Linked DNA regions of Zea mays: region 1 is linked to region 2. A link is a contact called in public Hi-C data. All regions are on one chromosome and are shown on one strand. The core of a region is the stretch at or near the end of the contact, and the rest is flanking DNA. Distances in the headings are between cores, read along the strand shown. Region 1 holds the start of LOC103628962 (GDSL esterase/lipase At1g71691-like). Region 2 holds the start of LOC100277025.

What was found. A called contact is a pair of places that touch in the nucleus more often than the background predicts.
Region 1: a contact with region 2 is called in a Hi-C map of tassel, with 2.1 times the contacts expected there. The contact joins the promoter of LOC103628962 here to the promoter of LOC100277025 in region 2. A contact is called at or near these places in 3 of 25 Hi-C or Micro-C datasets (ear, leaf mesophyll and tassel).

Annotation. Positions count from the first base shown.
Region 1 is chr6:8,710,359-8,714,046 of Zm-B73-REFERENCE-NAM-5.0, reverse strand. It overlaps LOC103628962 (GDSL esterase/lipase At1g71691-like), which reads left to right and starts at 1,657. Exons shown (of 3, transcript NM_001352154.1): 1 at 1,657-2,003; 2 at 2,109-2,233; 3 at 2,317-3,192. The coding sequence starts at 1,751. The coding sequence ends at 3,039.
Region 2 is chr6:8,470,274-8,474,391 of Zm-B73-REFERENCE-NAM-5.0, reverse strand. LOC100277025 reads right to left here and starts at 2,657. Exons shown (of 3, transcript NM_001150698.2): 1 at 2,328-2,657; 2 at 1,111-1,225; 3 at 1-571. The coding sequence starts at 2,570. The coding sequence ends at 498. LOC100217177 (Ribosome-recycling factor chloroplastic) reads left to right here and starts at 2,823. Exons shown (of 12, transcript NM_001143538.1): 1 at 2,823-2,918; 2 at 3,572-3,695; 3 at 3,775-3,841; 4 at 3,936-4,031. The coding sequence starts at 2,840.

The DNA.
Region 1 (3,688 bases), core at 408-2,907, 240 kb before region 2:
TCCAGGGTACGTGTACACTGGGCTAAAATATTTGCGGGGTGGCAGCCCATCCTCTACTTGAGCTTGCGCAGGCCAATTTTTTATTTATATATGGGCCGAAACCCTCTCTGGGCTGAGAGAAGCATTGATCATTCGACGGCTTTCTGATCATTTCTTTCTTTCTTTTTCTAATTCTCACACTCAAGTTAAAGTTTGCTGCTCATCCCGGTCCCGGCCCCGGGCATGACCGTCTGCTACCACCATTTCGGCGGGCCGCCTGTACGAGAGGATATGCGCAGAGGAGGAATAACTGCATCCACGCACGGCCATCACTCCATCGGCTCCACCACCACCCTTGCCGGCCGGCCATGCATGATTCTCCATCCATCTCCACATACTTCAGCTTCATTCAATTCACACATGCATGCATGCATGGTGGATTGGTGGCCTGGTTAGCACTAGCAGCCTCCATGGTCCATGCTAGGACTGGGCATTTTTAACCCGAAAACCGAACCCGAACCGAACCCGAACCCTAATAGACCGAATAGGTCGGTTTTCGGTTTTCGGGTTCGGGTTTCGGTTCTTAAATCTCTTCTGTTCGGGTATCGGTTGCGGGTTCGGTTTTCAGCCAGCCAAACCCGATTAGACTCAAAGAACCGATCTACAGGCGCAGTCCTAACCGCACGACCGGACGACCCAACTCACTAACGGCCCAACTCACTAACCGCACGACCGCAGGCGCAGTCCGCACGACGCACCCCGGCACCCGCAACCCTAGCCGCACCGCCCGCAAGCACGCTGCACGCTGGTCCGCCGCCGCGCCGTGCCGCCGTCGATCCACCGTCGCTCTGCCGAACCGAGTCGCACTGGTCCGCCGCCGCGCCGTAGATCCACCGCTTCGCAGCCTCTGCGCGTCTGCAGCGCCAGGCGCCAGCCGCCAGCCATCCACTACCACCGGCCACCGCACCTCGGCGTTCGGCGACTCGACGTCCTGCTCGGACTTCGGCGACTCGACGTCCTGCTCCTCGGTGCCTCGGTGGTGCCCACGACTCGCTGCAGACCGACCCACCAGTAAGGTACGCTAACCGAAGGCACGACGGCAACCAGCGAGGAATCTTGCAATGTAAGCCGACTTCTCATTTGCATGCAAATATGAAAGCTATTGCAAACTTGTCGTTCCAATTTGCATGCAAATATGAATGCCGCTGCAAGCTTGTTGTTTGAATAATCGAATTTCCAAATATGTATGTAGTTGCAAACTTGCTTTGCTTATTTGCAGATGACCAGATTTTTAAATTTGTTTGTGAAATGTGAATTGTGATGGATTGATGATGAATCTGTTAAGTTATTTCCTGTGGTGAGTAAACTTGCATGTAGTAGGCATTTTCTACTGTGTGAACTGTTATTTCCTGTGGTATATATTTATTAATTATCATGTCATTGTCTGTCATCTGTGCTCTGTTCGGGTTCGTGAAGAACCGAATAGACCGAACCGATTTTTATGGTCTATTCGGGTTCGGTTCCTGTAAAAAAAATTAAGATTTCGGTTCTTGATATCTAAAACCCGAATTTTTTGAAAACCGAATAGACCGAACCGAATAGACCCAAAAAACCGAATGCCCAGCCCTAGTCCATGCATCTCTGAAAACCATTGTCCATTTTGCGCCACCGATCGATCGAGCTCTAGGCCTCTAGCTAGCGCGCTGCATATGTGCGGCAACTTTTCTTTTATCTGACACACGTACGTACGTACGTACTCTTACGGCCCACGATGGCCGCCGCCGCCGGCCTCCCGCGGTGGCTGCTGCTCCTCGCCGTGGTCCCGGCCGTCACCGCTGCGGCCACCGCCGGCGGAGAGGGGAGGGCGCCGGCGCTGTTCGTGTTCGGTGACTCGCTCATCGACAGCGGCAATAACAACAACCTCGCGTCGCTTGCCAAGGCCAACTACTTCCCCTACGGCATCGACTTCGCCGGCGGCCCCACCGGTCGCTTCTGCAACGGCTACACCATCGTCGACGAGCTCGGTACGTACTCTCGCTCAGTCGCTCATCCCTTGTCTCTTGACCGCATTATGCATGCAACTGCGGCATGCATGGAGGCAGTCGTCATTGATGCTGTCGTGTTCGTAGCCGAGCTGCTTGGACTGCCCCTGGTGCCACCCTACTCTGAAGCCTCGTCCGTGCAGCATGTCCTGCAGGGCGTCAACTACGCTTCTGCCGCCGCCGGGATCCTCGACGACAGTGGCGGCAACTTTGTAAGCAGCCATGCCATGCTCAGACATGCATGACATGCTCAGACATGCTCAGACAAAAAAGCATCTCTCCAAATCCAATGCAGGTCGGGCGGATCCCATTCAACCAGCAGATCCAGAACTTCGAGACGACCGTGGCACGGATCGCCGGCGCGGCGGGCGCGGCGGCGGCGGCGGACCTGGTGGCGCGCTCCGTCCTGTTCGTGGGGATGGGCAGCAACGACTACCTCAACAACTACCTGATGCCCAACTACGACACGCGGCGGCGGTACGGCCCGCAGCAGTTCGCGGACCTGCTCGCGCGCCAGCTGGCCGCGCAGCTGGCCAGGCTCCACGGCGCCGGGGGCAGGCGGTTCGTGGTGGCCGGCGTGGGGTCCGTGGGCTGCATCCCGAGCGTGCGCGCGCAGAGCCTCGCGGGGCGGTGCTCGCGCGCCGTGGACGACCTCGTGCTCCCCTTCAACGCCAACGTGCGGGCGCTGGTCGACCGCCTCAACGGCAACGCTGCCGCCGGCCTTCCCGGCGCCAGCCTCACGTACCTCGACAACTTCGCGGTGTTCAGGGCCATCCTCGCCGACCCGGCCGCGTTCGGCTTCGCCGTCGTCGACCGCGGGTGCTGCGGCATCGGCAGGAACGCCGGGCAGGTCACCTGCCAGCCCTTCATGCCGCCGTGCGACCACAGGGAGCACTACGTGTTCTGGGACGCATACCACCCCACGGCGGCCGTCAACGTCATCGTCGCCAGGCTGGTGCTCCACGGCGGCGCGGACGTCGTCTCGCCCGTCAACGTCCGTGAGCTTGCCGGCATGTGAGAAGATGATCGGAGACATATATATATATATATACTAGGTATATGCCCGTGCGTTGCTACGGTATCAATATGATAAAATATGTTGATATATAAAAATAATAATTGACATTTTGTTAGAATCACTAAAAGTGGATATAAATAACTATTTCTTTTGAACCATTTGATAAGGCTTCTCCCCTGGAGTCGAAACCCACCAATACACTTCTTTTGTTCTAAATTATTACTACCTCCGTTTTCAAATGTTTATCGCCCGCTAGTTTATTTTTAAACTGAACAACCGTCAAATAAAAGAAAGAAGGGGTAGTTCACATCATTTTTAAGGAGCCATTTGGAACCCTTGCCGCAAGACAGGCGCAACACATGCCATTGATTTTCAACTGTATAAAACAAAACAAGTTGAAGTTTTAACATGGCTATCTGTTTTACATGAAGGAAAACAAACAAAGCTGCCAGAGAGACTACTAATTTCAGACATAAGAGGGACTACACATATGACATAGCGCTCCAGCAGCACACACCCACTCACCTCCGTGTGCTCAACGGGAAGGATTGGCTGCTACAAAATGCTTGGTTGCTCGTTATTGCGCCCTTGGCTTGCAAGCCAAAAAGGCAGGACCTCCACCACAACCTTCTACACCAGCTTATCCTCC
Region 2 (4,118 bases), core at 1,408-3,907:
TAATGATCATAAAGGAAAAGGAGGAATGAAGCAGAAAAAGATATGCCCAAGCTCGTCTTTGACTAGTATACAATGGAACTGTTGAAGTGGAAATGAACAGGTAGGCATTTCGTTCCATTGGCCTGGAGTTCGATGTGCCACCTCGACTCCTCTATTTTGCAAGCACAAGATCTGGACTTCAAACATACATGAAACAGACACACTAGGATAAACAAAATTGCAAGCCAACCTTAAAAATGTGGAACAATTGGATCTATACCATTAAAAGATCCAAACTTTAGATATATACCATGGACCCCACATGTCATTGACTCATGTGGAACCACATGTAAGTGATATAGTAATGGTATGGATCCAAAGTGGTGATCTTTTAATGGTATGGATCCAAATTTCCCTAAAAATGTCCCATGCCATGTCTTTCGAGGCGTATAACACGTCTCCAGTGTCTAGGGCAAAAGAGTTCTGAACCCGGTACAGAAAACTTGGTTTGACCACGATCAGCGCATTCGGCGGGAGCCGTCCTCGTTCCCCAGTCCAAGGGACTTCTGGGCATTGGCAATTCCTTCTTCATCTGCGAGAGATGTACAGCAAGCAGCACAGGATTTAGCGGTAGAAGTAAATTGATGGTTCGTTATTTGAACTAGGGCACAGGTTGAAGGAGCATCGCGTAAGCCATTGGCTAGATCCATTGGTCTAAGAGCAACGATCCAGCTAGATCAGCAAGGATCGATGCAATTTCTATTTTATTAGTACATAAAGGGACATCTATACCATGATCACCCATGAGAGGAGGGATACATGGAGTACTGGCTTCAGACCATTGTTTACTAGGGAAAATAGTACATGCAAATGATACTTCAAAGAGCAGATATTATAAGTTGCTCTTAGAGATAAGTTGCTCTCTCAGCTATTATATGTACGTAGAGCAAGACATCCCACATCAGCACCCTACTATTCCGTTCGCATAGAAGTAAAACATTTTCAGGCATCTGGGTAACTGAAATGACATATATACAAAGAAGAGAAGAGGGTGAATAAGATCATAAGGCTGAAACTAATGAAGGCTAATTGCCAACACAGCATATGAATTATTCTATCACCAGAACTTACCCCAAAACTGTGTGAAGATCCGGAAGAAGAAGTTTATATTGCGGGATACGCTGTATGCCATTACAGGAGGGAGAGGCTTGACAAGTGTGTCCACGCTAAAAACTCTCTTCAGAAACTGCAAAGCATCCAATTCAATGTCAAACGATTGAGCAAAAAGTGAAACGACGTTTATTACTTGTGCTAGCCAAGAACTAAATTTGCTAAGTGCGGTGAGCCGGATACAAGAATGAAGGACCATGTCATAGAAAGCAGTGGCATGATGCACCGGACAAGCGGCAGTCTTGTGCTATCGACCTAGTCTGATTTCAGGCTATGAAACTTAGGGCATGTTTGGAAACACCCGAACAGGCCCTAAGTTTCAGGGCATGTTTGGGACGACCTAGTCTGATTTCAGGCTATGGAAGTTTATAGAAATTAGATTCTCAGTCTCTTAAAAACCAAGAAGCTGGCCCCTCCTAGCTAAAAAAATAAAAACTGGTTTCTTAAAAACTAGGTTGCTTCCAAACAGGACCTTACACGTCACAGTATCACACAAAGTGTCTGGTGCATAAACTGTGTTGAGTGACTTTCAGGTCCTAATCTGTTCATGGCTTTTGCTCAATCCACGTGTGTTGGACTGGGAAGAAATTGAAACTGTCAGGCCCACGAAAACAGCATTCACGATTTCAGGCTCTCATGATGGTGCAGGTAGCAAGGGTGATTGGAAGCTGCTGTAATGAACAAATCAGTAACAACGTGTGAGTTTAACTGCGATCCATACCCAGCACTAGTGGTGCCCCGGTGCATTACAGGACACCGCTTTTTCATTAACATGTACGGTTACTTCAGCAAGTGTAAATGCTATTCTCGAGAATCTAGTGCACTTTTCCCCAATGTGTTACGGTTGGCACCGTGAAGGTAACACATCAGCATAATCCTATCCTTCAACAACTGCAATTTTACAAACTGCCAATGCTGTTATCGGTGACCTGGTACATTTTTTAATTCGTTTTTTAGCCAATGCAATCCAATATCCAACAACACACAGAACACGGGTACATTTCCTACACAAGTATAAGGATTCTGAACCTGGCAGCGTGTTCCAGGGACAGGGTAACAATCCCCGCAAAACGGCGAGGGACCTAACAATCAACCTAACAATCCGTCGAGCAGGAGCAGGGGCAATCAATGCGAACAAAAAAAAAAGCGATGACGGGTCGGTCGGGCGTATACGGTACCCTGCTGTTCCGCTGGAAGGAGTAGCGCAGCTCAGGGTCGATCTCGTCCTCCTCGAAGTCGTCGACGGTGAGGTCGAGGTCCTGGCGCTTGCTCCGGGGCATGCTCATGGTGGGCGTCTCCCCGGGGTTGCTGGTGACGCTGACCTTCCCCTCGCGGCTCATCCTTGCCGCGTCCTCGTCCTCCGCCGCCTCCCCCGTCCTCCATGGAGCCGACGACAGCAGCTCCTTCCGCTTCCGCCCCATCCTCGCCGCCTCTCTCTCTCCTTTCCTCTTCGGCTGCGTTTGGACGGGAGGAGGAAGAGGATGAGACGATGAGGTTATCGGCCGCCTGGTGGGCCTGGGCGGGCGTGGTCTTTTATGGGCTGGGTCGTCCGTCCTATATCAGAAATGGCCCAAACGGCCTAGCTTGGCCCACTTCTGCTGATATGGCCTTCGTTCTTATCCACACGCGCTCGTCCCGTCTCCTTCCCTCCCTTGGTCAGCCTCAGCCACCGACCGTTGCACCAGCTCGCATGGCGCTCCACGCCGTCTCCCCCGCGGCGGTCTCCTCCCCGCTACGCGCCCTCTCGCGCAGCCTCCCCCAGCGCTCAGGTCCGTCCCTCCTCCTCTCCTCGCCCCCCGCAGATTGCGCGGGATTGTTTCGGCAATGACCAATGAGCCAAACACTGGGTACCTCTAGTTAGGTCATGTGCTCGCCTGCCATTCGCACTGCACGAACAGATTTCCTTGCAATTTTGGGGGGTTTAGATGATGGAAACAAACTCCGGCTTTATCCTCTAAGTTTAGGGGATAATGCCGTCTGATAGTGCCATAATACAATTGACACTCGCTAAGCTTTTCCACCAGATTGTGAAACAGGGCGCTAGTCAGATCTGTCGTGGATTGTAGTTCGCCCGAAATGTGCTCAGTTATGGTCTACTAGTTTCTAGTTAGGTTCCAATAGGTTGCTATGTTTTTCATTTACTCTTTAAATATAGAGTATAAAACATAAAGATATGTGCATTCTGTTGGCTAGGCGGACTAAAATGTGGGTTTACAGTCAAGTTCAAATCCGTATTTGTGTATAATTTTAGCTTTTTACCATTTAAATGTGGGGGTTCAGATGATGCACAACGATGGTGGAACGGTGAAAACTTGTGCTTTATAGTAGTAGAGATAGACATACATTCAATTAATAGTGTTTTCCATGAAAACAAAAACAATAGTGTGGCAAACTCTTGACAGCAGATGTCCTACTTTTACAGGCTGTGGTTGTTTACCAAAGCAGTCCGTCACGATTTGCTCCTCTACGAACTTTGCGAGAAAACTTCAGGATGGACCAGTGGACTTTGCTGCTAGGCGACTGGTTCTTGGACACTCGGACAAGAGGCGAGTGGTTACAGATATAGGTGTTTACCCCGTATCATTATGGACCGTCATCAATAGCTTGTCATTCTCATGTTATCAGAGCAGTTCTGACGCATGCCACTATTGAAGAAATTGAAGCGGAGAAATCCCTCATCGAAGACCAAGCTGTATGTTACAGTGTACCCTCTATTGGGAAGCCCCCTTTTGCCTGGTCAGGTTTTGTGCCTCTTGTTTTAACTAGCTGCCCGTATGTGTCTTCAGAAAGAAAAGATGGAGAAGGCGATCGAAACAGTCCAAACTAACTTCAACACTGTGAGGACAGGGCGTGCAAGCCCGGCCATGCTTGACCGGATCGAGGTTTGATGGCTAGTCCTTGTTCTTTTTGCTCTTATGATGTAGTTCGAACTGTTGCGTGACCAAATATATATTCTTCCTGTACTGGGC